Regions from separate parts of the Mus musculus genome. Here all the other regions are linked to region 2. A link is a contact called in public HiChIP or PLAC-seq, Micro-C and promoter capture Hi-C data. All regions are on one chromosome and are shown on one strand. Each heading gives the region's core, a stretch centred on a gene start, on an enhancer-like site or on the middle of the called end of the contact. The rest is flanking DNA. Distances are from core to core; before and after follow the strand shown. Region 1 overlaps Syt14 (synaptotagmin XIV). Region 2 holds the start of Rcor3 (REST corepressor 3). Region 3 holds the start of Sertad4 (SERTA domain containing 4). Region 4 overlaps Syt14 (synaptotagmin XIV). Region 5 holds the start of D730003I15Rik (RIKEN cDNA D730003I15 gene). Region 6 overlaps Gm31406 (a long non-coding RNA gene). Region 7 holds the start of Pacc1 (proton activated chloride channel 1).

Region 1 (4,038 bases), core at 1,499-3,998, 810 kb before region 2:
GCAATACATACATTGTGTACCTAAAAACAGAAAATAAAAGGTTCAAAACAAGACATTTATCCAATAGCATTGAGAATAAGAGTAATACCCAAAGGGTATAATAGTATCATCTAAATAACAAACTAGCATGATCAACTACACACTGTGTGCAGCAGATACACTTCAGATTGTATCACTGAGAAGCACCTCACTGATCTACCAGGATTGCACTTGAAGGTTCAAGCAAGCCCACACTGAGCTGAGTGTGTGTGCATCGTGGATTGAATGGGAAATGTGCTCCATGTATTTGAACTTTTGGTCTCAGTTGGCAGTGTTCTTAGAGAAGGCTATAGACCTGCTTAATGTTAGGAGTCCATGATAGTTAAAATTGAAATTTGCCTTTTGTCTTCATCTTATAAACACAGATGGGCCCAGGATGTATAAACACACACTGATGGTAGGTTCCTGTGTTTGTTATTGGTTTTTATCTCCCCACTAAAGTCTTTACAAATGGGTACTCTTCTGAAGCAGAGTTTGAGTGACTTGTGTAATGTCTAATATAAAGGTAAATGCCTGTTTTAAGAAGCAATAGGAGGAAAAGACGGGGAACAGTCAAATTTCAGTTTAAGTAGATCATACTATTCAGTGGGGCACACTTAGGCCACTGAAGTCATGTGGGGCTGATTAGCACAGACCCCTTCTCTGACTCCCCAAGCACTCTTCCTAGTACCTGCTTTGTGTATGTGGCTTAGTCTTCTCTGCTTGTCAATTCAGTAAGGAACCTTGGATTTACGTATTTTTCCAGACTTTCTCTATACAATTTTCTGAAATAGAGAAAAAGTAATTAAACATTACTTGTGGGTCCTGATAAGAATTTAGGAGATAACATTATTTTTGGCTCAAGTAATTCTCATTCAGGTTGGGTAGTCTGATACCATTATTCTTACGGTTTCTTTTCAGTAATTTGATAGATCTCTCGATGAAGATGCTCTCTGTGTGTGTCAGGGGGAAATCTAAGGCATTAAGAGGGGGCTTGGCACCTCTGTGGAATATATAGTGTCAAACTGAAACTTTGTATTTTTTCTGTGTACATGAGTCTGTATATGTTTCAGTGTGTGTAAGTAGAAGGGACTTGGATGTGTGTGCGTGTGCGTATGCGTGTGCGCGTGCGTGTGTGTGTTGAGACAGAAATCAGTATGGATGCCTTCCTCAATCACTCATCACCTTATTACTTGAGATAAGGTCTCTCCCTGAACCTGGAACTTACAGATTGGGTGAGCCTGGCTGGTCCGGAAGCCCAGGGATCCTCCTGTCGCAGCCTCCCCAGCACAGGGTTGCTGCACTTGACATTTTTACATGGATGCTAAGGATCCTCATGCTTTTATAGCAAGGCAGCACTTTACCTTAGCCACTGTTCCCACCTAACCCTTGGCTTTGTGTATGCTTAGGTATTTCTGTTTGTTTTTGCTGTGTTGCAATTGTAAGTTCTTTAGTCACATAAGAGCTTAAACTATGGCAAATTTAAGAAAATATGTGTTCATTTGTCTTCAAAAATAAATTTAGGATATTTTGCCTTACCTTCTATGCTGTCATGTTGACATTTTAAAAAGACTTTCAGACAAAAGAAAAATGCAAACAAAAAAATGTACAAGCCAAGTTTAATACCAATTATTTTTTTATCATAAAAAAATCTTATTCTTGGTATCAGGTTTTATTTTTTTTCTTCTTTTTTATTAGATATTTTCTTTATTTACATTTCAAATGTTATCCCCTTTCCTAGTTTCCCCTCTGAAAATACCCCCACCCCCACCCCCTGCTCACCAACCCACCCACTCCCATTCCTGGTCCTGGCATTCCCCTATACTGAGGCATAGAGCCTTCACAGGACCAAGGGCCTCTGCTCCCATTGATGACCGACTAGGCCATCCTTTGCTACATATACAGCTTGAGCCACAAGTTCCACCATGTGTTTTCTTTGATTGGTGGTATAGTTCCAAGGAGCTCTGAGGGTACTGGTTAGTTCATATTGATGTTCCTTCTATGGGGTTTCAGTCCCCTTCAGCTCTCTAGGTATTATGAGGTTTTAAATAGAAATATTTTATTGTTAGTTTGCTAAAGAGGGAAGTAGAAGATGGAATGAGATTATTTCTGACATAGACCAAATAATTTTTACTGACAATTTTGCCTAATAACACAAAAAAAATTTATTCTGTTTTGTAGTGATATGTTTTGTTACAAGCTAGTACCTAGCCCTGAGCCAACTGTGTCCATTCATACATATAGCTGTCTTATGATATGTGTCCCAGCCACATGACTGTACCTATGGGATGTTAACTTTAATAGAGGTAGAAGTTTTTACTTCTGAAATTTATCGAATCTCAGATTTTATTCTAAATATAAAATATTATTTTAATGCTTATACTTTAAAGCCTTAATAATAACAGCCCATATTTTCTACTCTGATCTTTTTTCAAATTTAAAAAATAATAATATTACTAGCTTGATGATTTGGTTAATTTAAAGGATATATATAATATATTATTTTAAAAGATAAATAGCAAGAGAATTAAAAATTCGTAGTGTCTGGATGACTTGATTGGTGCCACGTCAGTTTTCTTATGTCTGATGAGACACAGAAAGCAGCTGGGGAGAATGCTTGTCACTGGTTTCCATAGTAACTCCCAAGCTGCTCTGGAACACAGAGGCTGGAGCCATGGTAAAGGGTCTCATTAAAAGGGCAAAGGACATGAAGGGTTCAAGCATACACTTTTAATTAGTTGCCAAAGCTGGGTAGAAGTAGAGGAGGTGCCATGAGATAATACCATACACTGTTAGGAACAGACACTTTTGAGCTCAGAAGATGGAGAGGAGAGGAACAGGGAGTGCTCACAGCGGGCCCTGTCTTAATCACACTGTGGACATGAGGGTGCCCACTGATGGAAGGGAGACCTAGCCTCTTACTGATGAAAATGCAGGGTTTGCTTGTCATTCCAATGTCACCACAGAACCATCATTTATTCAGAGCAGTACCCTTTAGCCTTTCCTGGCAGGGACTGAACTGTCAAGGAAATAAAACACCATCTTAGGGGTCTAGCAATGGTTGCGTGCAGTTTTATTTTAAATGCAAATGAGACAGTTGCCCAAATTATTAACTGTTGAGGTATATTACATTTTCAATCAGTTTTGGGGCATATTAAATTTGAATGAGTTAAAATAATTTAGGAAAAGTAGACAGGAATGATTATTTTCTTTTAGAAAATTATGGTGGATAAAAGATTAATAACTCTTTTAAGACAGAATTCTTCAAAGATTTTCTTTTGAGTTGCAATCTATAAAGAATCATCTTGTGTTGCATTGCAGTTCAACACATTATTTCTTCCTGTTGCTATAGAAACTAATTCTGGTGCAGCTGTGATTGCTAATCAAAATTCTAACATTTTCCAACCTTTCCCCTCCTAGTTCTTCATTTTATTTTTAGTTATAAAATAATAGATTTCAATGCTGAGTTCAGTGGTCAAACATTAATGCAAAGACCTTATAAAATTTGAGCCCTTTTCTTTGAAAATACAGAGATATTCTTATTGTGTAGTTTTTTTATGAATAACAAGGAAACAAAGCCTTTTGCTGAATATCAAATATCTATAATTGCTGTATTACATCAACATTGTGAGGCACTTAGCTGCTTCATAACCCTAAATTGCTACTGTTTCAACATCTATTTCTGAGATGTCTGCTTATTTGGTATTATAAAAATGAAGAAAAAAGAATCCTCAGAATGTCTAAGTCTTTTTACATAAAACCTAAATGGAACTTCATTGTTTCATCCGATGCAGTATTGAAATCGCATCGTTCGTGACTATAGTGAGCAGGAGCTAGTTTGTTGCTCTCGTTTTTTGTCTTTATTAGTGTATACCCTCCAACAGGTCACACTGTTGATTTCATCCAGCATAAAACCTAAGTGTATTTCACAGGGCAGGACAGTCATGCTTTTTTCCTAAGAACATTATTTTTCATTTTATGTAATAACAAGCATAAAATTTTATGAACAATTTACTTATA
Region 2 (3,835 bases), core at 769-3,268:
TCTTCTCCGCCCAGGGGCTTTCCTCCTCTCCAAACAGAAGTAGACATTCTTCCAGATTTCTACCTAGGGCTTTTCTGTTCTGTAATGTCTTATCTGGGAAGAGACCATTTTAAGGTCCACTACAATCACCCTTCTCAACCAGGCAAGTTTAGAGTGCTTTCCTTTTCTTAAAAGCAAAACAGAAATTTGTTTTCCTTAAACACACACACACACATCCCTTCACGCCAAAATCCTTCCCCAAAGGTGAATGCAGTCTTTGGTCTAAATATTCCAGTAGAATCATTTTACTGCCAAGATTCTACTAATCAAAATAGTCCCAAAAGCCCTTGAAACTTTTGATCCCTAATCTAGACGCAGATTCTTTTCTACAGAAAAGTGAATCAGCACTATTTCAGAGTTAAAAAGTGTATCTATTAAGAGGCCTCTATTTTGTTTTGTGGTTTTTTTTTTTCTTGAATTTTCTTTTTATAGGCTCTAGCTTTTGTACTCCAGGATCAAAGGAGCTGATGTGACAGGGCTGAGATGAGTCGTGTTCATTAGAGGTTGGAATGTAAAAAATAAAATATCATTTCAGTTGTCCATAACATTTCTCCTTGCAGAAAATAAAAATCAGACTTAAAATATCCTTCAGCAATGTGTTTTTTAAAAAAAGGAACCGATGCTAGGTGTGGTGGTGCAGCTCTTTACTCCCAGCACTCAGAAGACAGAGGCAAGCGGATCTCTGTGAGTTCCAGGACAGCCAGAAGTACACATAGAAATCCTGTCTCAAAAAATAAAACGGGAGGGGAGGTTGAGTTGTGGTTCAAAAATTAATGGACACATATAGAGCTAAAAATCAACTATTTCCAGTACCAGTACTGTTTCTCCACCCGGACAAAATACTCCCTCCTTTAGACAGATGACCGGCCTAATTCTTGTATCCCAGAGTTTTCTTGGCTGAATTCTTGAGTAGGTCTGTTATTTCTCAGTAACAGAATTCCAAAGAACAGTTTTAACCTTCAAGGTAATTTTACTGTTACCCCCAAATTCTGCAGGACACACATCTGTATATTAAGCAACTCCCCCCCCCCTTTACTCCTGAGACACAAATCGTCCTCCTTGCCCAGACAGTATGTCATAAGCAAATATCCTTAAATCTGGGGAAGAAATACAGTCCAGCCAATCTTCAACTGGGTGCAAACTGCCAGAAGGCAGCTGGCCTCACCTTTCTCTGCAGCAGCAGCACCTCTCTGCAGAGCACTTCTCTCTCCACCCTCTCCAGAATTGCTCTGAGCCACCACCCCAGGCAGTGTCGACCCAGATAGCACTGGCCCGGGGAAGGTAGAGTTCGGTTATTTATTTCCCCACTCGTGGCATTCGCTTCTTAGACAGCAAAAGGGAAAGAGCCAAGTGGAAATACTGCCCTTTCAGTCCCTCTCGGACCTCACAGCAGAGAGGAGCTGCCTCGCCAGGTCTTTAGGGCCGGTCTCATTCCGGAGTGAACCGATCCTGCCTCCAACCGGAGGACCCAGCTCCTACCCCGGGGCGCACCTCGCGGGAGCAGCTCCTGTCTGAGGCCGCCAACCCCTGCCCGCGTCACCGGAGCTGCTCCGGTCCAAGGCCGCCATCCTCATAGCTCCTGTCAAAGGCCGCCATCCCCGCCGCTCCTCACCGGAGCAGCTCCTGAGACCGCCATCCCGGGTTCCCGGTCACGGGAGCAGCTCCCGCCCCGCGGCCCCGCCTCAGCAGGCCAAATTCCTTCAGCTGAGACAGGGCAGAGGCCGCCTCCCCGCCCTCCATGCCGCCTCCGGGGCCTCCACATCGTCTCCCGGCCCTCGAGCGCCCGGGAACCGGCCGGCTGGGGACGCGCGGGGTCCCGGCCCTCTGGTCTCTCCGCCCCGCGGCCGGAACCTCCCTAGGGCGGAGTGATCGCGGCCGCCCAGTGAGGAGCGCGCGGCCACGAGGGGCGCTCGGCCGGGTGGCACGGCGCGGGGCGGCGGCGGCGGGGGAGGGGAGGGAGGCGGGGCCGGGGCGGGCCGGTGTGGGGCGACTGCGCTACGGCTCGACCGGGGCGGTGATGGCGGCTCCATATTAACACCTCCTCCTCCTCCTCCGCGCTCCCGCCCGCGCCCGCCAGCCGTCTCCCCCTTCCCTGACGCCACCTCTCCCCCTCCTCTACCATGCCCGGCATGATGGAGAAAGGGCCCGAGTTACTGGGGAAGAGCCGATCGGCCAACGGCGGCGCCAAGAGCCCGGCGGGAGGCGGCGGCTCCTCGGCCAACGGCGGGCTGCACTTCTCGGAGCCCGAGAGCGGCTGCAGCAGCGACGACGAGCACGGGGGTACCTCGCCGCGCTCCCCGCCCCCGCCCGTCCGCCCGGCCCCCTTCCCCGCGCCCTCCTCCCCCTCGGAGCCGAGCCGCGGCCGCCGGAACTCCCGGTGCCGCCGCAGCCCGCGACCCGCGCCTCCCCGCCCCCACCCGGCCACGGCCTCGCCCGCGCTCCCGCGGCTGGAGAGTCTCTGCCTTGCCCTTCCCCTCTCCTCTCCTTATTTATTACCATTTTACCATATATCTTGGCATTGCTTTGCAGATGTTGGGATGAGAGTCGGAGCTGAATACCAAGCTCGGATCCCTGAATTCGATCCAGGTAGATATATTTGCTCACAGGAAAACCCCATCTCTCTCTCTCTTTTTTTTTCCCCCAGGCTTGCTCTGGGGTGGCCGGCGTCGGGATGGGAGGGAGTTACGTGGTGTTGAGTGTGGGGCGCACCAGGAGAGGCCAGGGCAGGGCAGGGCAGGGCAGGGCATCGCGGGCGGGGAGGCTGGCAGGCTCGGCTGGGCAGTGACACAGGGCGTGGGGGTAGATGTGTGCATGGCAAGGTGAACATGGTTCCCTCCCGCGGCACTTGCACGCTGGTGGCTTCGCACGGAGGTCGCGGGTCCGAGGCCCGGGGCGTGGGGACTGCAAAACCAAGGGCTGCAGGAGAGGGCGTGCGATCTGTGTGTGCATGAACCTACCCCAGGTCAGATGCCACTCCGACCCGCCCTGGGAACCCGGGGCTCAGCCAGGCTCCGCAGGGCCACGCTTGGCAACCGCCTGCTGTCATTAGCCCGAGCCAAGGGCGAGCCCTGCGACCCCGGCGCACACGGGATCCTGGTTTTTCTTTCTGCCGAGGCGGTGTGGACCTGGGCGGGGAAACGCCCGTGCCCGACACCGCCCCGGTCGCCCCCAACCCCTCCCCGCGCGCCGACCCAGCCCGGGGAAGCCAGACCACAGGACAGCGGCAGCAGCTGCCAAGGAGACATTTTCTCCGGAACAGCCAGGTTCCAGCGCCCTCCGCCAGCGCAGCTTGCGGGCTCCCTCTCTACTTTTCTCCAAACAGGCTCCCCGGCTGTCACGGGATGTCAGGCTGCTCAGGGATTGGGCGAGAGTTCCGCATATGGAGGCGCCCTTGCTGGAGCCTCTGGGCCTGGAGTGCTCGGCTGCTCTAACCCAGCCAGACTTGCCACTGGGTGGGCTCTGCCCTTCCCTGCCTGAACTGCCCTCCCACTTTTCCTGCAGTCAGTTTTTGTCTAGAGCTCATTCTTAACCGCACTGCCCGAGTCCGACGCTGGAGTTGTAGTTGGTGTTGCAGAGGACTCACTTGTAATTTCACAAGGAAAGCAGTCATGTCCGTTTAGTTTAGGTATGCTAGGGGGCTTCCATCCTTCTCCCCATTAGGACTTACCAAGTAGGTAGTATCCCCTCTCTGAAAGGAGAAGGGTAACCGTTACAAGCATAATTAGGACAGTTTCCTTCAGTACATGATACCAGAGTGCTCATCAGATTTGGGGGTTACCTTCAAAGCGACACAGCT
Region 3 (3,952 bases), core at 677-3,176, 720 kb before region 2:
AGTTCATATGCATAGTTGCAAGGGTACAGGGTTTAAATGCAGAAATTTGGTTTGTAGGCACCCCAGGGTGCTATGGAGTTTCCCCAGAAGGCTGGGTTTTAGAGATAAAGCTCTAAAGAAGCAAAAGCAGCTTGTGCTGGATCTTAGTCTCATGTTATTTCTCAATTTTATGCTTAATTTGCTCCTTTTGGTTTTATGTATTTTGACACAGCTAAGTGTGTGTGTGGATTCCCCATAGCCCTTTAAATGCTATGAAACTTTAATATGGGGAGATAAAAACAATAATAAGCCATGCCTCCGAGCCCCACATTTAGTTCTTTATTTGAGCTACAGGATAAACAGTTTTAGGTTAGAATTTGGATTCCCCAAACTGCACTGCTTTAAAGCAGTTGTGCCTCCTCCCTCCAGTGAAGAGTAGACTCTACCCTCAACCTGGACGTGGGACTCTCATGGACTGAAGAAAAAAATTATCTCGAAAATTCCGAAATCATCATCTAATGCCCATCTTGGCATGAGTCAGGGCAATTTAACATGGTTTGGAATGAACCCAAGAAAGCCCAATCTCAGGCGTGCAACCCTGGACTGTCTTTTGGAAAAACTGAAATATGCTGGCCACGGCCTCCTGTTTTCAGCATTGTTCTCTTGGTGTCCTGATACCCTAAGAATTTTTGTGTCTTTGATGCACAGAGTTCAATAGAAACACTTTCTAAATAGATTAGTCCTGACGATGGTTAATATTTGCTACTTTATTGAATAAGGCACATTTACTTCATAAAATAAAAAAAAGGAAATTCACTTAGCTGCATGTCAGTCACCCAAATTTTGAGTGTACAAATGAAATGGAAAACATTTATTACACAAATTTAATTACAATTCTAGGAAATAAACATGCAAATCAGATGGAGCTCAATCTGCAGGCGCTGATCCTCTCCCCCTGGTTTGCAGTCTGTGCGCCTCCTGGATTCGCAGCGACCAGGCAGTCAGAGGCCTGGATCTTGCAGGCGGGAGGATCACTGCTATAAAGAACTGTGTCACATTCAGCGCATCTGGCATAGTAGCAGTTCTTAACACTTTGCACAGGTGCCTCCCTTCCCCCACCCGCGCTTTGTTACGGTCTACCTCTCTAAACCTCTTCCTTCTTTGCACCAGAAGTGACCTCTTCATGACAGAGGGACCCAGACAGCAGTTATGAATCAATGTGTTTGCGGTTTGTTTGTTTTGCTTTTAAAGAAAAACCCAGCCATGCTTGGTGGCACTTGGTAGACAGAGACATACGGATCTCTAAAAGTTCAAGTCCAGCCTGGTCTACACAGTGAGACCCAGTCTCAAAAACAAAACAATAAAAATCCACACAAAAACTAACTCCAATAGAATCCACTACAAGAAGAGGGGGGGGAAATCACTATTTATAAAATAAAATGACTTGAGCTCCTGTCACAGCCTTTCCACCAAGGGCAAGCTTCTTTATTAGTTTTTGTTTGTTTGTCTGTTTGTTTTTCTTGTAGGTTTCCCCCACGGGGATCCGCACCCAGTAGCTGCCAGTTCACGTGGCCGCAGGATGAGTGCTGCCTTGTTACACCCAGGCTGCTGGGGAAGGGATCGAGCGGGCGGGGGAGCGCAAAGGCTCAGTCCAGCTCTGACATCTGTTTCTCATCTCCGTGTGCTGTACAGAGGGGAAGAAAGTCTTTAGTAAGGGGTGGGAAAGGCACAGATTTTTTTTTTCAAATCACACGCACACACAATAAGAAAACTAAAGCAAAATCTAAAAAATAGACAAGACGTCTGGGCAGGTTGCGATGAACGCTTCGTGCGTTGCAGCCCCTGCCTCCCGCGGGCTGCGCGCGTGGGGTCCGGGCTGCGGGCGGGAGCGGCCCGCGCGGCCCCGAGGGCGGAGGCGGAGCGGGGGCGGAGGCAGGGCGGGCGGGGGCGCGGCGCCCCGCGATCTGGCAGAGCGGAGGGAGGCGGGGAGCGCGCTTGTCAGGTTCCCTCTCGCCCCGGGGGCATCCAGCAGAGCCAGGCTCGGAAATCCGCGGGGAAATGGCAAACAGGATTGACGGGTTTCTCGCGCTCCTCGCCAGACACATCGGCTCATTTCCATAACCGTCTGCGGCGGCGGCGGCGGGACCTGCGGGGACCTCGGCCGCCGCGTACCCGGCCACGCCGACTGGGCCCGGGAGGCGCGTGGGCAGCGGCGGCCGCGCGGAGGACGGCGGCGGCTGGAGCGCGGGGCGCGCGGTAAGAGCCGTGACCCCAGGGCGCGCGGGGGCGGGGAGGGTCGCGCGTGGGGCTAGGGCGCAGCTGGACACAGCGGGGCGCGGGGGCGGCGCGCGCTCTCCGGGGTCGCGCGCCCTTCCCGGGAGCTGCGGCGCGCACGAGGCGACCCGGGCGGTGGGCGAAGACCCCGTGGCGGCGAGTCGGGTTTCCCCGGGTAGCAGGAGGGTCGGCCTGGGGCCAAGAGGGTAGGGAGGAGGGCCTGCGGGGCGCAGGGATGCGCGTTCCGCGGAACAAGGCGCCGCTGCCGGAGCTGACACCTTGTGTCCCCCGCCACCTCCGCGCCCGCCCCTGCTCCTGGCTGCGGGCGGCGCTGTCCTCGGCTCACCTCCCCGCGGGCTGCCAGGCCCACGCCCCCGCCTCTAGCAGTCTCCTCGGCCCCGCAACTTTCCCGAGTGCCGGGCCGCAGGAGCGGGGCACCAAGGTCCACCCCTAGCTCCAGCGGCGCGTACCGCGCGGGCGGCAGCAGCTCGGCGAAGGACCAGGGCAGCTGCGGGCTGGAGTGTGGCCCCGCCAGCCGCTGTGAGTCATAGCCTTGGAATCCCACCTTGGCGTGTATTTCCCATAGAAGGAAACTTGGTTTTTAGAAAGAGCGAATAATGATAGCCCTTATTCTTCAGGAGAGGCACTGGGCTCCAGCACCTTGGAAGACAACTTGCCTTTGTTCCCAGACACTTGGGCTGTTTACTTTTCCCTGCGGCCAGCGGCTAGCCGGACGGTGCCCTCGGTCCAGAAAAGGGCTTAAGGGCAGTGATACCAGTCTCCAGGGTGCGTCTGTTTGAGACCCTGGATAAGGGACCCGTCACACCCCTGTACCCCTCCTAGGGCCTGGACTGAGAATGCTAACCCCAAAGCTCCCAGTGGGAAACCTCTGACCTCCTTAGTCGTGTCCGTCCCCCCCCCCACACACACACACCTGCATTCCCAACCCCCAACACCGACAGAGAACTCTTAGCCTCCTGGGACTGCAGCTGGCCATTGCACTTCCCGGGGCACCACAAGGACCTGAAAAAAAAACAAAACAAAAAAAAACCCGACACCTGTCAGGTTTGGAGCGTTGAAGGGTTTTGTTCTTCCCACCCAGCCCCTCCCTCCACCATTGGTTGAACCAGCCAAACTGTTGAGCTTCTGCCTGGGACCGCCTGGAGACCGTGGGTGGGGAAGTCATTTGGCTCTCCAGGACAGAACACTGCAGTTCTCTGGATTGCAGCGGTCACCCCATGCAGTCCAGGGTTGGACTCTGTCTTCCAGCAGCTTAGAGGCACCTTATATAAAATGCTCTGCAATTCCCAATGTCAGGAGGAAGAAGGATACTCCTTCTGTCGTGCTGCTTTATGTCCAGTAGCCCCTGTTAGATTCCCGGCACCCTGAGCCATAGCAGCCAGAATGGCTTCATTCAGGAAAACCAAATTGTATAGAAATGCACTCTGAAGAGCACTCAGTGAAAACTCTCACACTTAGCCTTGAGAGGGTGCTGGAGGGGCCATTCCACACTATCACCTCAGTGACCAAACAGTCTCACAGGAGCCTGAGGGCCACAAGCTTGGGTGCTAACGCTCTCCGTTTTAACTAATTTCTGATACTAAAACAACAAGATCTCCGTAGTATACATCATTGTGGCTGTTTTCCATATTAACAGTATAAATTTGTGAACTTGGATTCCTGGACTCCATAACAGAGG
Region 4 (4,097 bases), core at 1,278-3,777, 860 kb before region 2:
AAAATGCAAAGTCTAGAATTTAGTACAACATTTTACCTATTTATACTGTTTTTGAAATTTCCGAGCCTTAGGGCCAATATCTTTGTGTCAATGTGTCTTGATGACTTCTAAAAGGAAAAATAACAGATATGGAATGACTACCAGGTTTTTCTAACTGTTCTATTAAAATGTCAAAAGAATTTTTGTAAGATAGAGTCTCACTAGGTAGCCCTGGCAGACTTGGCACTCACTACATAGAGCAGGTTGATTTCTAACTCACAGAGCTCCACCTGCTTCTCAAGTGCCGGGAGTGTGTGCCACCATGCCCAGCTGTTGGAATGTATTTTAAGCCCTTTCTTTCCTTTTTTTTTTTTTTTTAAACCCTGGTTCAAGGAACTTTGATTAGGTTGTGAATTTATAGAGATGTGATGTTAGCAAAGAATAAGCTTTTGCTACTATTATTAAAATGACATTTTCATCTGCAGTTTCACAGAAAGTAGGAGCATGGATTCTCATTCTCAGTTCCTTGAACTTCTGTTGTGAGTCTAGAGAGAGAAAGAGTCTCCTGCAGTGACTGTTGTTTCTAATACCCATTGACTCTGCTGCAGGTTCTTCCAGCACTGACAGGCGAGGTGGGGTGCAGGCTAGGCAGTAGTCATAGGTAAAAGTACAATGGGAAGGGAAGGTGCTGGTGACTGCACAGCTCCCCAACCCCATTCTGCTCTCTCTGAAGTACTATTGTCAGAAAGGACCATTTTTTTCCTTCCCTTCTGTCCTTCTCTAAAGGTTGTGAGTTTTGTGTGTTTGACACTAGGCGTTCGGGGGAATGAAACTGTAGACCAGCTTTAGAACCTGGAAGCCTGCTTGAGCTTTTCCAACCCATCTGCATCATCCATCTGCTGTGCACTGCTTTGTAACATGCTTTGAAAAGGAGCAGGTCCACACTTTGTTGCTAGAACAAAATCTGCCTGGCCTACTCTGACAAACTGATCCTTCACCAGACAAACTCCTCCTCTGGCTGAGGTTCAGGGTCTGTCCCTGCCAGTGTATTGAACAAGATTGGATTTCTGAGTCCTTACAGAACTGATTCCATGTGTAGCCAACTGTTGTTATCTGTCTGTGAGGTATTTTGTGTGTTTTGGGTTTTGGAGGTCATACTCTGTGGGCCAGACTGGCCTCAGTTATGACCTTCATGTCTCTGCTTTCCCAGTATGGGGATTATAAGCATGCAGCACGATTCCTGGCTTTTATTGGAAAGAAATGATAAATTTTTGAGACAGTGATTAGTGTAAGCCTCCTGAGCCAGTAAGTGCAGTGTGTAAGTGTGCCGTAACTTTACAGTCTCTCTGTGCAGAAGCTTAGCTTCTGTCAGAATGAAAAATGAAGAGTTACAGAATAGCCTTTGCTCCCCATTTATACTGTAAATCTTCTGGGTCTTAGGGCTGATATCTTTCTGGCTGCCCATTTTCCCAGATGACCTTTGAAATAATCTTGCCAAGCATCTTCTTGTGCAGTTTATGTCCCCTTCCCTGGTTCTGAGAGGATCTTGGTAAAAGTAGTTGAATTTCTAAGTGTATTGCTTTTTCATTCAGAACATGTTAGTTTTTTTGTTTTCTGTGTGTGCTGATAGCACTCCACAGCTTTACACATTTTTGTTATTCCCATTATGTGTTATGTATTTCATTGCTATAATGAATGAAGATTTAAAATCCTATTATTTTTGCATGCATAAAGTTCATCTTGATATTTATTTTGAGTAATTTTTGTGCATGGAGTACAGTTCACTTTCTTGCCTATGGTTAGTGATGATTTCATTCACTGTTGAAAAAGGCTACCCCGACTACACTGAGATTCCTTTGAAAAACCAGTATATATGTGCTTCTTTGTGGGTTGTTTCTGACTGAAGAGAGGTGACTGACATTACAGACGGTGACACTGAACTTCATCCTGCTGCTTACAGTGCTGTACCATTGAAACCTAGAAATTGTTTACTTCTTGAAATTGTTGTTTGATGCTACAGGCTGCTAATCATAGTTACGTGAAACCATGGGAAATGAAATCTGAATATAGTCTGCTATAATTTTATTAGAATTGTCCTCCAAGAACTCCCATATTAAAGGCTTATTCCCCAGCCTATGGTTCTGTGGATTGAGCCTAGTGGGAAAAAGTTAGATCCTTGCAAACATGCCTGTAACGGAGATAGTGAGACTTTGACCCCTACCTGAGTCTGTTTTTTGATCCGTAGCTGCCATAGGTGAGCATGGCTCCTCTGCTATGTATTCTGGCCAGCTGTGTTTGCCACTGCAGGCTTGTAGCAGTATGCTCAGGCAACCATGACCATGGACTGAGACTTTTGAAACTATGAGCCGGAGTAGACCTGTCTTTCTTTTAGTTGATTATTTCAGATAATTTGCCACATCGATGAGATGTTTACTAACACAACCTAACTTTCTGAGGCAATCTGCTTTCAGACACTAATCAGAAGAGCGAGAGATTGCTTAAGACTCTGAATCATTGCTGTAGTCACTGTTTCTTGTGTGCTAGATTTGGTTAGTAGCTCTTTTCCTCTACTTAAGCAATTGTTTTCCCAGCCGGTTCCTGTTTCTTTATATAGTATGTGCTAAGAAGCACTGTACTATATATTATCTGTTACTCAGTGCACACATCTAGATAGCTTTGTGTTTCCTTTTTAAACTTATTTTTATTTATGCCCATTTGTCTGTGTGAATATATAAAGTATGTGTATATACATGGTATCTAGAAGATGGTGTTGGGTCCAGTGGAGTTAGAGTTACAGGCAGTGTACGCTGCATAATTAGAATGGATGCGGTGAACTGAGCGCGGGTCCTTGCTTTTAACTACCGAGCTGAATCTCCACCCCCTTGTAATTGTTGTTGTTGGTGGTTTGGTTATTCTTTTTGGTTTGCTTTTTTTGAGACAGGGCTTCATGTGTCTCAGGCTGGTCTTGAACTCACTATGCATGATCCTGAACTTCTGGTCCTCTTGCCTCATCTCCTTACTTCTGGGATTACAGGCATGAGTCACCATTTCCAATTAATATCAGGCTGGAACTCAGGATAAGCACATTACCAACTGAGCTATAGCCTCAGCCTGTTTTTGAGACTAAGTGGTTTAGGCTGGCTAGACTAGATTAGTGTGGTTATCCTGCATCAGCCTCCTAAGAGCTGGGCTTATTGGCAACACCCAATGATGTGCAGAACTTTTTTTCTGGCCATTCTCAGATATATGTGCTTCAGCCTCCTTTGAGTGTCATACTCTCTTATCTCTTCAGCTCAGAAAAGTCAATGTGCTTCCAGGTCACTCCACTCTGTGCACTACAGTACTGTCTTCTCTCCAGACAAGACGCTTTTGGAATTGCAGCATACTGTTATCTCCGTTGAGTGATCATTGCCCTCATTTCCTCTGTTCAGTGTCCTAGGTGGTGCTGTTTCATGTATTTCCTCTGATGTTACAGCATTATTGGGTACCGGGATGCATCTGATCTTTGAGACTCTTAATTGGACCTAGAGAAAGGAATGACCAGAATGGGGTCTTCTGGAGCAGAGCTTTTAGAATAGAGACTGGAAAATACCCAGAAAATGAGAGTCCTACATTAGAGAAGACAATTGGATGAAATTTAGGTAAGGAGAAAGGACAGAGAAACCAGAGAATTAAAAATTAGAAGTTCTTGTAGGTTTATTAGTAATGAATGTGTTCACACAGGAAGCTTTGCCCCAGGTTTACCTTAGGAAAGCCATCTGCTGGACATGTGACATTACCTTTAGTCTGCATAAGTTTTAACATTCTAAAAATTATAATAGAAACATAGTTGCTTGTATTATCTTTAAAACAAATTCACAATGATGAAAGATGTATAATATATTTACTTAAAGGTTAAACATACTATATCTTTTACTCTATTCTAAGCATGTGGGGATATTAGTAGAGTCCCATTGACTAGAAGATGCATGGTGCCATCTAATGGCTAAGGTGAAGACTGTTCAGTGTTCTGCATATTGCTTTGCAAAATCTGTTGTTCTGAATGTCTGAAGTGCAGTTTTTATTAAACATGGAGGTTTGCTTATGTTTCACTTTAATTTACAGTGTTTTTTTCATAT
Region 5 (3,877 bases), core at 1,188-3,687, 910 kb after region 2:
GTTGTTAGAGACGCTCCTACCTCTGCCTACCAAGTGCTGTGCATCTGAACTCTGTCATGAGGAACGTACATTCTCCATGGCTCAATGACCTGGCCATCAGAGCATAGCACATGGAAATAAGTACAGCACTGAGCAGCTGGGCACAGACCTGGTTTTGGTAGTAACTAGGCACATGATTACCAACAAGCTATCTGTCTCCTGAGTCTGTTTCCTTACTTGTACAGTGAATGGAAGGATTGGTGTCCTCTAAACTCCCTTGAATACCTTACAGTTTTGATGGAAACCACATTTAGCTCCTAAATGTAAAAGAGTTTCTCAACAATAAAACTGAGATAAATAATAAAATAATAAAAAGGCAGCTCAAGGTACAATTTAGTGTAGAATACAATGAAGCCCTTGGTTTAATTCTCAATAGCATGCATAAAAAATAGGATCAAGTTGGGGGGAGGGGAGTGGGGAGGAGGGTATGGGGGACTTTTGGGATAGCATTGGAAATGTAAATGAAGAAAATACCTAATTAAAAAAAAGAAAAAAAATAGGATCAAGAGCAGTGGTTCTCAACCTGGGAGTTAAGACCCCTTTGGGGGTTGAACTACCCTTCCAGGGGTTGCATATTAGATATCTTGCAAATCATATATTTACATCATGAATCATACCAGTAGCAAAATTAGTTATGAACGACCAACAAAAATAATTTTATGGTGGGGGTTACAACACCACAATCTGTATTAAAGGGTCACGACATTAGAAAGGTTGAAACACTGGTCAAGAGCCAGCTATTGCTATATAAAATGCCAATACTGGATTTTAATCTTCAAGTCTTTTCTAATATTTTTATTTTATGTACATTGTGTTTTGCCTGCATGTATGAGGGAGTTGGTCCCCTGGAACAGGGGTTACAGACAGCTGTGAGTTGCCATGTGGTCCTCTGGAAGAGCAGCCAGTGCTCTTAACTGCTAAGTCATCTTTCCAGCCCAACCTTCAGGTCCTTTAAACTGGTTAGAGGTGGATAATTACAGGGACTAAAGTTCTAAAATGTTTGCACATCCATGTTTGCATATGAACTCAGAAGGGTTGTATTTATTTTTGGAATGCAAACGAAAGAACACACCAGATTCTCTCATTCTTGTCACATTCTCCACGATTAACCTTTCTTTTAAAAAGTGGGGATAGGGGGTTGGAAAGAAGAAACTGAAGCACTCAACCATTAGAAACCACTTTTATCATTAAACACTTCAAGTTTCCCAATACCATAAAGGCCAGAGGCTATCATTTTACAGCTTATACAGAGACAACCCATGTGAAACCTGAGGCTCCCTCACTAACAGAATGCAGGTCACTGTGACATGGCAAACAACTCTGTGTGTCAAAAGAACAGCTCACTTTCTGATGACAGGGCTGCGGTGCCAATTTTACAAGGTGCCTGGCATTCATTTCTTCAACACTAAACTTTTATCTGGTTCCTGATCCCACACATTATGGCAAATCTCGAACACCAACCCTCTCTGGTCATCCTCATGTGAGATGGGAGAGAGGGTGGGGGTCAGTGCACCCCCTGTCTTCAAAGTTGAGCTGATGCAAGCAGATGTCTTCCTTTCCAATCTAACCACACATCCTTGACCCGGTTACTCTGGATGACAGACATGTCCTCCTCCACTCCTCACAGACATGCAGGAAACCATCTTGAGTTCAGCAGGGAAGATACAGAGATCGGAAGCCCCTTAGTAAGACCCCGGGCCAGGGTCTCCTCAGCTGGTCGCAGGGTCAGCCACCACGTTTACTCTCGCTCTTCACAAGTTTTCATTACAACCCAACACTACCTAAACTTGAACTCTGATAAGTTTCACCCACCAGGGGACTTTCTAGAACTTGCTTCGGTTGAAAGAGGTGTGGCCCACAGACCCAGATGCCACACCTCTCTGACTGACATCGCTCTGGACCTGCAGTGCAAGGGCTGTCCACACAGTCGGGCTCAGCTGCCCCGGGCTCTGCCGACTGACCCCACGGGTGCACCTACGTGACCCGGAGAGGACACCCCACACAACGCCTCACCTCAGATGAACCTGGCGACCCACTCCTGAGGGGTCCCGTGTCCGAGCTGTGGAGACCTTGTGCAGTCACTTCACGTGACCTGAAGACCCCGCTCACCAAGAGGACCAGGGCTTGCCGCCTCACCTCATGCAACCCCATCCTCGTCGCGAGGGGACCCTTACCCAAACCCATCACGACCCGCCTCACCTCACGTGACTCCGGCCCCCCAGTCCTGAGGGGAACCCCCACCTGAGCATGCCGCCTCACGGAGTCACGTGAGGACCCCACCCGAGCCCGTTGCGACCCCGCCGCCTCACCTCGCACGACCCTGACACCTCAGAGCTAAAATTAGACAGGCGGAGCGGCGCGCTCACGTGCGCGCGGCCCGGAAGGGCGGAGGCCCGACTGCGTGAGTCATCAGCCCCGCCCCTTCACGGAGAACGCTGTGACGTAAGCGCGCTGCCGAGAAGCCGGGATAGAAAGTTCGAGTTTCGCTGTCTTAAAGGGGCCGTAGCTCGCACTGCACCCGTTCGGTCACCTCAAACAAAAAGTATGCTGTCCAGGTCACAGAGCTGACCATCGTCAAGCTCTTAATCATTGCCATAGGGCTGGCTCCAGAATTTTCATTTTTTTCGTGCTAAAGTTTGGCTGACCTAGGGCCCAGCCCTGTGGAGCCTACCCATGAGTTTTCTGGAACTGGAGAGGCTGTGCTTAAGAGACCTGGGCTGGCCCATTAGGGCCAGAGCTGCCCGAGGCAGGCCTTGCTTCTCAGTCCTGAGCCATCCACTGTGGTCACGGTCATGCCAAGAACAGTTTCGGAGAGGTCGCACTGTGGGAAGGGAGCCCAGTGGGACAATGGCAGGTGGTCACAGTCCGTCTTCTGGCTACTCACGCCAGACACACGGGAAGTCCTCAGCGTGGACATTTAGAAGCTAACCATTCCTGTCCTTAGTCTCCATACCTGTGTGACCTGCCCTGTCTCCTGTCCATCATGCTTCTGTGATTTCGGTTTTGCTCCGATACGTGGAGTCTGTGGTCAAACATCTTTGTGCCCACCAGGAGATGGAGAAAGCCCAGGCAGCCCCAGGTGCCCAGGAAAAGACTGCAGGGCAGCCACTTCTTGGTGCAGGCACCTGCAGTGAGCTTTCTTACTTTCATTCAGGGGAGATCACCTGCCTGAGATCTTGTGGCCTGTGAGGAATAGAGGGTCTTAAGCAGTTCGCGTGCACAAGCACATGCACGCGCACACATACAAATTGATAAATCCGGAGGAATTCTAAGTCAGCACATCACAAAGACACCAATACACCCAAGTTTATTGCTGCACTATTCACAATAGCTAAATAAAGAACTAACCCAGATGGCAATCAACAGATACATGGTTAAAGAACATGCGTTCTATATGTATACATGTATGGGATTTTAAAAATTATTTATTTACATGTATGTGGGTGAGTATGGGAGCAAGTGCTACAGTGTATCTGTGGAGATCAGAGAGCAGGTTGGTTCGTTCCTTCCACCAGGTAGGTTGTAGGGAATGAACTCCGGGTCTGAGGATTATTGAAGTCTTTATCTGCTGAGCCATCTTCTGGCCCCAGCAATTGAATTTTGCTAGCAAAGAATGAAAATTGCTGTAGGAAAAATGGATGGAACTGGAAATCATTGTGTTAAGTGACCTAAGCCACACTTGGGGAAAGTATAGCATGCTTTCTGTCATATGCAGAATCTAGATTTAAATCTGTATATGCATGTATATGTGTGACATGAAAGCAGAGAGGACACTATGGAGGCTGGAGACATGGCTCCGCAGTTACAAGAAAGACCTGCTCCTGCAGAGGACTAGAGT
Region 6 (3,694 bases), core at 661-3,160, 940 kb before region 2:
CCCTTCCCAGTGAGAGGACTGTCATGATAGTCTGGCACGCCAGAGGTGTGCTCTCCTTTTCTTAAGCTAACCTAACACAAGAGTTTACTAAATGAGAGGTAGCCCTTGGAGTTGGCACTGCCAGCTTCCGTTGTTAGATCGTAAGCCTTTAGTGTCTTCACTTTCCATCTGTATATGCAAACGTTATACCTGGATGTATGTGTATGTGCCCCATGTGCATGCTAGGTGCCTATGAAGGCCGGGAGAGTGTGTTGTGCCCCCTGTAACTGGAGTTATAGATGATTGTAAGTTGCCATACAGATGTTGGGAAACAAACCCAGGGCCTTTGCGAGAGCAGCAAGTAGTCTTAAATGCTGAACTATCTCTCTAGCACCTTGTCTTTGGTAGTTTCTTTTCATTTTATTTATGTATGCATGTGTGGGTATCTGTATGTATGCTGGTTTCTGCACAGGCCAAAAGAGGGCACCAGAGTCCCTGAAATTGGAGTTATAGGTGTCTGTGAACACCTTGATGTGGATACTGGGAACCAAATATGGGACTTTTGCAAGAGCAGTAAGTGCTCTTAACCACTGACCCATCTCTCTGGCTCCAAAAGGTACTCATTTTAAAAGCCAGAATATGGGGCTGGCTGAGGAGATGGCTCATCAGTAAAGCACACATAGTTTATCTGCAGAGTGCTTGCCATGTTTGGCGAGTACTGGAGTTAAATCCCCAGCACCACATTAAAAACAGGCATGGTGGCTTGCTCCTATAATCCAGTACTGAGGAGGAGGGACAGGGGAGAGGGAAAGGATATGTTGGGGCTCATTAGCCAGTCAGGCTGCCATGATTAGCTAGTCCCAGGTGTCAGTGAGAGGCCTTCCCTCAAAAAATAAGGTAGAAAATAGGGCTGGAGAGATGACTCAGTGGTTAAGAGCACTGACTGCTCTTCCAGAGGTCCTGAGTTCAATTCCCAGCAACCACACGGTGGCTCACAACCATCTGTAAATGGGATCTGATGCCCTGTTCTCGGTATACTCACACACATAAAATAAATCTAAATAAATAAATAAAGAATAATTAAGAAAGATGCTTGACATCAGCATCTGGCCTAAACACGGGCACACACACACAGAGGAATTAATACAAGATCTTACAGCCTTTCAGTTGGGTTTTATTTTCTGAGATTTGTTTTTGCTTTGTAGCCCAAGCTTCCTATCCTTCTGCCTCACCATCGCACCCAAGTAAGATTTTAGGTCTTAAACATTACCAACACTGAGTGAGTGGTTAGTCAGCTTGAGTATAAATGTTATTAATAGCACAGTATCTACAGAACTGCCTTTTTTTTTTTTTCCTGTCAAATCAGGGAGGTTTTTGTCCCATGGCTGTTGCAGAGGTGACCTGGGCAATTCAGTATCTGCGTATTTTGATTGGTGGATGAAACGGATCGATTGCAGCTGGCAAATGAGGACACATAACCAACCATTCCTTCCCGCCTTACTAAGCTTTCCGTTTTATTGAGTGGGGCAAAGTACTCCCTTGCTTAGGCTTAAATCCAAAGGTGCTTCTGCATCCAGCTGGAACCCAGGAGTCCACAAATCACTTCCAGGGCCCGTTTCTGTGGGCTGTGGTTCACACTCCGGGGACACCTCTGTGATATTATGGATTTCCACCCAAACCTGATACTCTAGTCTAGACAGACTGTTGCGTGTCTCTGAAAAGGCTATAATTGCTGCCACTTGGGTACACATTCAGAAAACACTTTTGTTTTGATTTAAATTGTTTGCCTTTGGGGTTCGTGCAGGTGCAACCAGAGGAGAGATCTTTGGCAGGGAGGCTTAAGGAAAACCACCAGCTAGAGGAGTACCGGGGAATTACCCCCACCCCCAACACACCTGAATAGGAAGCAGTTTCAAAAGAAGAGGAGGGAAGCAGGCCAGAGCACGAACCATCTTCCTCGGATATTATAAAACGCTCAGCTCAGCTAGCAACTCACAGGCTGAAACATCTGTCACACTTCACTGACAACCAAAATGCCTTGGAGATAAGACAATTATGAGACCCGAGAATAAATGAAAGAAAACCCAATCTTAGCCGAATAGCACTGCCATCTATTAGGAAATTATTACAGGCTGAAGCGGACTTTAATGAGATTTTAACAAAGAAATCTAGTCCCTTTCCTCTGGGGCAGAGAGAGTTTTTTAATGATGTGAATGATTAAGTGGGTGAGAGGCCTCCCTGGGAGCAGAATAAGGAGGAGTGGTGTGAGCTGTGGGGCCTGCCTTTCCAGGAGCTCTGGGGAAGGCTGGTGTAATACTGTTCCAGTCTGGGACCTGGCTTGGAAGGTCAGGCTGGCCTCCTGGATCCCAACTGGGTCTCCGTCCGATTGCTAAACCCAACCCATGTGGCTGTGAGTTTTGCTGAGGGCATCACAGTAGCCACAAGACACTGAAGTCAGAGGGCATAGTGACAGCTAGACGCAAGACCTGCTTGCCTTCCACCTTCAAACCACTGGCACCTCAGAAGACAGTGGTACCGGAGTCTAATGTTCTTGCTTCAAGAGGGGGAAGAGAAAATAGGTTGCAGGGAGTAGGTCAGAGGGAGGTAGGCAGACAGATGCTCGGGGCCTCTTGCATGGGGTTGATTTTCCTGTTTTATTCTGTCGTCTCTTTCATCTGTTTGTGAAATGAAAGCATACAGGGAATCAGCAAGATCAGAGAGAGATTCCGCTGTCTCCGTTGTTGTATTTCTGTCACATAGGAGTTTCCTGCACTTGACACACAGGCTTCTGCTTCCTCAGCGAGGGACACCGAGGAAGGCTAGAGTGATCCAAGAATACCTGGGCTGCCAAGAGCTGCTGGGCCTCTCCCGGGAGGGGCGTGAGAAGGCCAGGGTTGAGGAAGCAGTGCCCACCAACCACAAGGTGTTTGTGTGCATGTTGAGGTCGGGGGAGACTGGCCCTCAGCAGTTGGGACTTGCAGAAACATGGGCCACCTTCTAGGGCAGAATCCCAGCCAGAAAAGCTGTGTAGTATGCCGACTATAATCCACCTGAGACCAGAGGCAGACGGGCTGTTAGGTTATTCAGCATCTCAGGATATCTGACTGATGGGTGGCAGACACAAGCAGCACTTTCCTTAATAACTCATACTGTGGTAAAAGGATTTAATAGAATTGAAGACGAACTTAAAATGGCATAGAAGACAGATCTCAGGGACATGTCTTTGGGACAGAAAGTTGATTTTATTGGAAATTAGTGCTGTTATTATTCTTATTAGCTAATGTTTATTAAGCACTGAGTGCTGTTTTAAGTGCTTTGCACATGTTAACTTAGCACTTCTCAGGCTGTCTGTGATGACAAATGGATAAGCAGGAAGCAGAGGAACTCGGCTTGCTGGCCGGTTCCCTGGGCTCCTGTTTGGCTAACTTTCTTACATAGCTCAGGGCCGCCTGCCCTGGAATGATGCTACCCACAATGGGCAGTCACATACAGGCAGTTCCTCAGTTGAGGCTTCCTTCTCAAATGACTCTAGACTGTGTCAAGTTCACAGAGATAACAAGGAAGGATTAACAAGACAACAGGAAGGAATCCCTGCATTAATAGACAAGTAAGATGTGTCCTGCTTCTTGGTCAGGTATGAAATCAACCGTTGTTTTCAGAGATGAGCTAGGTTGCTCACACTGTTGTTGAGTATATAAAAGCAGTCGAAGCCTTT
Region 7 (4,134 bases), core at 854-3,353, 810 kb after region 2:
AAGGATTTAGCAGGGCTGGCTCGATGAGCAGTGAGGGAGACCTGTATTCCCAGCCTGTCTCCTAGCTTCTGCTGATTACCCTGGCATTCTCAGGGCTATTGGTAGCTGTGCCTGATGTCTAACCCCTGCCTCCATTTTTACAGGGTCCCCTGCAGTGTGCACCCCCTTGGGGTACATCTTTAAGGACAATCATAATGATCGATTCAGAGCCCAACGCTTGTCATTGTGCAATAACCCAAAGTGACTCTAGTTCCGAGTCCAAACAGGACAAGTACTGGAGTCACCCTTCAGCATCTCCCAGAGCCACAGTCAGTTAGTGAAACAGAAATCACGCCACCTTGGTCTCATTCCAAAGCCCACGGTCCTAACCACTTCCTAGAGGAAGAGGAAATGTGGCTTAGAGTCCACTCAGAGAAAAAAAACTGACAACAGCAAAACTGGTGTCTCCGTGGGACACTAAAGCCCACAGATGTGGGTGCAAATGGCAAAGCAGGGGCGACAGATGTCCAGGTACCAGGCAACCGCAATCTAGCTCAGCAGTCTTCTCACATGACCTGTCAGACGGGAGAAATCTTGCTGCTGAGAAAGCAAAGTCCGGGATCAGTGTCCCATCATTTTAGGCAGGTGAACCCCGTGGTTTGCAGGGGTCCAGCCCAGGCTCATCGGGATATCACATGAAAAGGTACCTTTTCTCCACTCAGAGACAGGGTCTCATGTAATCCAGGCTGGCTTCAAACTCACTATAGTGGAGAATGACCTCGAATTTCTGGGCCTTCAGCCTCTACCTCCTAGTACTAAGCAAGTACTGAACCATCTCGGCTACAGACACCCCCAGCCCTCAGAGATCTTTCACATTTACCCTAGATGATTTACATAAAAGAAAAAAAAACCAAAACAACAACAACAAAACAAAACAAAACTCAAGAGGGACAGTGGTCCCAAGAACCCAGGTATAGTGGCAATCCCCGTCCCTCCAATCGCCTTCTTGATACTCAGCAGCCAGCACAAGCCTTTGCCTATCCCAGGCCAAACTTCTCAGAAAGCTCCTTTCTAGAGCGGAACCTCAGCAAATACCTAATTTCATTAGGTCCGCTCTCAAAACAACCCGGGCAAGAAAGATGCAAGCCAGTCTTCTTGGGACTTCAAACAGATCTGAAGAACGCAAAGGGAGGCGGGGCCTCTTTAACGCCTTCTACCATTAGGCACGATTCCAGTGAGCACCTGAATCTATCTACTTGTGGCCTTGCTCTGCGAACAGGACAACAGCCTGTATTTCAATACATTATCTTATAAGCTCTGCTACACTGCGGTCCTCTGAAGCTAGTACCCCAAAACTCCGCAGAAGCAAGAGCTGTCTGCATCCTGGTATTCACCCGGGATCATCAGTGACCCCAGGGCGCTGAGTTCAGCACGCTGCTAACTCGTTTGGAGAGTGTGAGTTTCCAGTGTGGCCAGGGCCTCCGTGGGTGGAGACGGACATGGAGACAAGCTAAGGTTGGGCTGCTCCGGTTGGACAAGGTCTAACGGCATGGGGCGGCTGCACGGCCTCGAGCAAACCTGGACAGTGGTGGCTGACGGCTAAGGATGCGGCGTCGCGGAAAGACACCCAGGCAGGGCAGAGCCGGGGAAGCCCCACACCAGAGGAACAGAAGGGGCCCGGAGCCAGCGCGGCTCTGCGAAGGGAAGCGGGAGGTTCGGGCGACAGACAAAGGGCTGCTGGGGTTCTGGGGAAGGCGAGGAGCTGCCGAGGAGCTGCTGGCCACACGCGTTCCCCACAGCCAGACTCCAGGGTCCCTTGTTATCCCCGCGTGCCGGGACCACGCAGGGGCTCCACCTGCTGCAGAGCCCGCATGCCACGGAGTGCCAATCATCCACCTGCACCGGGGTCGCGGCGCCCTGCCCGCCCTCCGCGCCCGTCCGGTCCGCACCTCCTGGTAGGACGTGGAGAGTTCTTGTCGGATCATGGCACTGGCCCTCTACGGCTCACCAGGGACCGCGACGCCGCAGGAGGCGCGAGCTCCAAGATGTGCCCGCTCTACTAAGCAAGACCCGCTCTAGTCTACCGCCCAAGACCAGGCGTGGCGGCGCTCAACGCATGCGCATCTTTTGCTGCCGCCGCGGGCGACGCTGGGAGTTGTAGTTCTAGGTGCCGGGAGCGGTGGGGAAAGCACCAGCTGGGCTCAACCTCCCGCTAGAGAGGCAAGCAATAGCCTCGCACTTCCTCTCTTTGTTACAGGCAGAAAAATGGAGTGCCTGAGTGCAGCATGGCACAAAGGCCAGTCGGAGCGCCCAGTAAGGGGAGAGGAAACTGGGCCTTGCGGTTTATAATGACAATAAATGTCCAAAGAGCCCTTTGTGTACCAAGCTCTCCGTACGCTTACGTCTTGATCCTTCAAGGAATCCTGCAAAGGAAACTTTTTTTCTCTCTCTCTATTTTACAGATTAGTACACTGAGGTAATGAGGATACCTTCTGTCAGTAAGGATAGGGAGAGAGTGATGATCGAGAAGTTATTTCATCTGAGAAAGGAATAACAAAATTCTAGAGTTCAACAAGGCTTGTGACAGCCAGCAGTCGATATGGACTGTGTGAAACAACCCTGGCTCAGGTTGCACCTTCCAGAGCCAAGCAATGGGTTGCAATAGTTGTATAGTTTACTAAGGTTCCTGTAGAGTGTGTGTAAGTACCTGTGGCTGGTACCGCCATGAGGTAGTCAGCTGGCTATCTGAGTCTATGTAAGACAGCCAGGGCAGAAGGTGGAGCCCAGCAGGATCTGCTCTTGGTTGATAGACATTTTCTCTCTCTCAGTGACACAGATATAGGCCAGATTAAAAATAGATAAAGACGGGTTTATTAGCTGGCAGCTCTCAGGAGGGTTCACCAATCTCACAGGTGGGGGTCAGCAAAGTCCCACTCCTAGAATAAAGCAAGGCAGTTTTATAGGTTTTAGGCAAGGAGTGATGACCTGCCAGCTAGGAGCTAGTCTTGTGTCCATACATGGTCAAAACCTAAGCCCCTGGGTGGGCACTCTTGGTGGGATGCTGGAAACAGGGAGACAGGAGTGATGATGTGTTAGCCAGGAGTTTTCTCCAAGCAGACAGGAGTGGCGGTAGGGTGTCTCTGTGGGGGCAGGGTTGGGGAAGGAGAGCAGGCGTGGTTTCCCTACCTTGTGCAGGGGGTGAGCAGGGGTTCCAGCCTAATATTGGTCATGGCATCCAATTGCCTCATCTGGTAAAAGCTCTTGCTTATATGTCAGAATGAGCATCGGAAGGAAGACTTAAGAACTTAGCAGATCTCTGGTAAAAGTTTAACATTTTTATCAAAGTGTGCCAGGGAGAAGTGGGCTCCTCTCTTTGTGTCTTACCACCACTCTTCCCTGCCCTGCCACCTGGTCCTCTGCTCTTCCATCTATTAAATGGGCCAGAATGTAGACAAATGCGCACTTGATGGTTGCCAAAACTTTGGGAAGCAGCTATAGACAGTCAGTATGTGTAGCGCTTAATACCATGTAGGTACCTAACGAATTCTGGGTAAGTTCATTAATGGAATACCAGTTTACATCTCATTTAATGAATGTTATTGTACCAGCTGGTTTTATGTCAACTGGACACAACTTTGGAGGAGTGAAAGTCAATTAAAAAACTGACTCCACTGTATTGGCCGGTGGGCAAGCCTGTGGTGCATTTTCTTGGTTGGTGATAGATGTGGGAGGGCCCGGCTCACTTGGGCAGTGCCACCCTGCCTGGGCTGATGGTCCTGGGTGCAATAAGAAAGCAGGCTGAGCAAGCCATGAGGAGTAAGCCAGTAAGCAGCACTCCTCCATGGCCTCTACATCAGCTCCTGCCCGGACTTCCCTGGGTGATAGATTTTTAAACTGTAAGGTGAATTTAAACTCTTTCTTTCCCAAGTTACCTTTGATCATAGCATTTTATCAGAGTTATTCAAACCCTAAAGACATTTACCAAACAAAAATACCAGCAACAGCCGGGCGGTGGTGGCGCACGCCTTTAATCCTAGCACTTGGGAGGCAGAGGCAGGCAGATTTCTGAGTTCGAGGTCTACAGAGTGAGTTCCAGGACAGCCAGGGCTATACAGAGAAATCCTGTCACTAAAAACCAAAACCAAACCAAACCAA

The links. Promoter capture Hi-C pulls out the DNA fragments that hold promoters and counts their contacts. A called contact is a pair of places that touch in the nucleus more often than the background predicts. HiChIP or PLAC-seq counts read pairs in DNA pulled down with a chosen protein or histone mark.
Region 1: a promoter capture Hi-C map of hippocampal neurons shows a contact between it and region 2, with 3 times the contacts expected there. The contact joins the enhancer-like site here to the promoter of Rcor3 in region 2. A contact is called at or near these places in 8 of 39 promoter capture datasets (the 3T3-L1 cell line, 3T3-L1-derived adipocytes, cranial neural crest and 5 more) and 5 of 115 datasets of contacts at active chromatin or transcription factors (bone marrow-derived macrophages, embryonic forebrain, embryonic stem cells and 2 more).
Region 3: a contact with region 2 is called in a promoter capture Hi-C map of neural stem cells. The contact joins the promoter of Sertad4 here to the promoter of Rcor3 in region 2. A contact is called at or near these places in 9 of 39 promoter capture datasets (the 3T3-L1 cell line, 3T3-L1-derived adipocytes, cranial neural crest and 6 more), 5 of 484 Hi-C or Micro-C datasets (the HL-1 cell line, embryonic stem cells and uterus), 13 of 115 datasets of contacts at active chromatin or transcription factors (astrocytes, bone marrow-derived macrophages, embryonic forebrain and 7 more) and 1 of 9 other capture datasets (adipose tissue).
Region 4: an H3K4me3 HiChIP or PLAC-seq map of bone marrow-derived macrophages shows a contact between it and region 2, with 4 times the contacts expected there. The contact joins the enhancer-like site here to the promoter of Rcor3 in region 2. A contact is called at or near these places in 5 of 39 promoter capture datasets (the C10 cell line, hippocampal neurons, liver and 1 more) and 8 of 115 datasets of contacts at active chromatin or transcription factors (bone marrow-derived macrophages, embryonic forebrain, embryonic hindbrain and 4 more).
Region 5: a contact with region 2 is called in a Micro-C map of embryonic stem cells, with 4 times the contacts expected there. The contact joins the promoter of D730003I15Rik here to the promoter of Rcor3 in region 2. A contact is called at or near these places in 2 of 39 promoter capture datasets (liver and pre-B cells), 3 of 484 Hi-C or Micro-C datasets (double positive thymocytes and embryonic stem cells), 2 of 115 datasets of contacts at active chromatin or transcription factors (astrocytes and effector CD8 T cells) and 1 of 9 other capture datasets (liver).
Region 6: a contact with region 2 is called in an H3K4me3 HiChIP or PLAC-seq map of forebrain, with 2.9 times the contacts expected there. The contact joins the enhancer-like site here to the promoter of Rcor3 in region 2. A contact is called at or near these places in 3 of 39 promoter capture datasets (the 3T3-L1 cell line, stem cell-derived epiblast-like cells and trophoblast stem cells) and 10 of 115 datasets of contacts at active chromatin or transcription factors (the NIH/3T3 cell line, SST interneurons, T-cell acute lymphoblastic leukemia and 7 more).
Region 7: a contact with region 2 is called in an H3K4me3 HiChIP or PLAC-seq map of embryonic stem cells, with 8 read pairs. The contact joins the promoter of Pacc1 here to the promoter of Rcor3 in region 2. A contact is called at or near these places in 10 of 39 promoter capture datasets (the HPC-7 cell line, embryonic stem cells, hematopoietic stem and progenitor cells and 5 more), 3 of 484 Hi-C or Micro-C datasets (the G1E-ER4 cell line, embryonic stem cells and regulatory T cells), 8 of 115 datasets of contacts at active chromatin or transcription factors (the SCID.adh cell line, astrocytes, embryonic basal ganglia and 5 more) and 2 of 9 other capture datasets (adipose tissue and embryonic stem cells).

Annotation. Positions count from the first base shown.
Region 1 is chr1:192,946,696-192,950,733 of GRCm38.p6, reverse strand. All of the region lies in intron 4 of Syt14 (synaptotagmin XIV), which reads left to right. Among named protein-coding and RNA genes, the nearest start is that of Gm39746, 19 kb to the right of the region's middle. Within about 2 kb of position 2,748, at least 21 of the 459 cell types and tissues checked have an H3K27ac peak or open chromatin away from gene starts, as enhancers often do. A contact at or near this core is called in hippocampal neurons, where this site is marked.
Region 2 is chr1:192,136,223-192,140,057 of GRCm38.p6, reverse strand. It overlaps Rcor3 (REST corepressor 3), which reads left to right and starts at 2,018. Exons shown (of 12, transcript NM_001346740.1): 1 at 2,018-2,319; 2 at 2,569-2,625. The coding sequence starts at 2,160. Gm10516 (predicted gene 10516) reads right to left here and starts at 3,160. Exons shown (of 4, transcript NR_033536.1): 1 at 2,997-3,160.
Region 3 is chr1:192,853,726-192,857,677 of GRCm38.p6, reverse strand. It overlaps Sertad4 (SERTA domain containing 4), which reads left to right and starts at 1,926. Exons shown (of 4, transcript NM_198247.2): 1 at 1,926-2,235. It overlaps Gm15867 (predicted gene 15867), which reads right to left and starts at 2,750. Exons shown (of 2, transcript NR_131748.1): 1 at 2,600-2,750; 2 at 822-1,663.
Region 4 is chr1:193,000,946-193,005,042 of GRCm38.p6, reverse strand. The region is part of intron 2 of Syt14 (synaptotagmin XIV); the gene reads left to right. Among named protein-coding and RNA genes, the nearest start is that of Syt14, 33 kb to the left of the region's middle. Within about 2 kb of position 2,527, at least 22 of the 459 cell types and tissues checked have an H3K27ac peak or open chromatin away from gene starts, as enhancers often do. A contact at or near this core is called in bone marrow-derived macrophages, where this site is marked.
Region 5 is chr1:191,223,014-191,226,890 of GRCm38.p6, reverse strand. D730003I15Rik (RIKEN cDNA D730003I15 gene) reads right to left here and starts at 2,437. Exons shown (of 2, transcript NR_151547.1): 1 at 2,349-2,437; 2 at 1,204-1,682.
Region 6 is chr1:193,080,992-193,084,685 of GRCm38.p6, reverse strand. The region is part of intron 3 of Gm31406 (a long non-coding RNA gene); the gene reads left to right. All of the region lies in intron 2 of Gm39747 (a long non-coding RNA gene), which reads right to left. Among named protein-coding and RNA genes, the nearest start is that of Gm31406, 13 kb to the left of the region's middle. Within about 2 kb of position 1,910, at least 18 of the 459 cell types and tissues checked have an H3K27ac peak or open chromatin away from gene starts, as enhancers often do. A contact at or near this core is called in SST interneurons, T-cell acute lymphoblastic leukemia and forebrain, where this site is marked.
Region 7 is chr1:191,323,871-191,328,004 of GRCm38.p6, reverse strand. It overlaps Pacc1 (proton activated chloride channel 1), which reads right to left and starts at 2,103. Exons shown (of 8, transcript NM_025864.4): 1 at 1,929-2,103. The coding sequence starts at 1,964.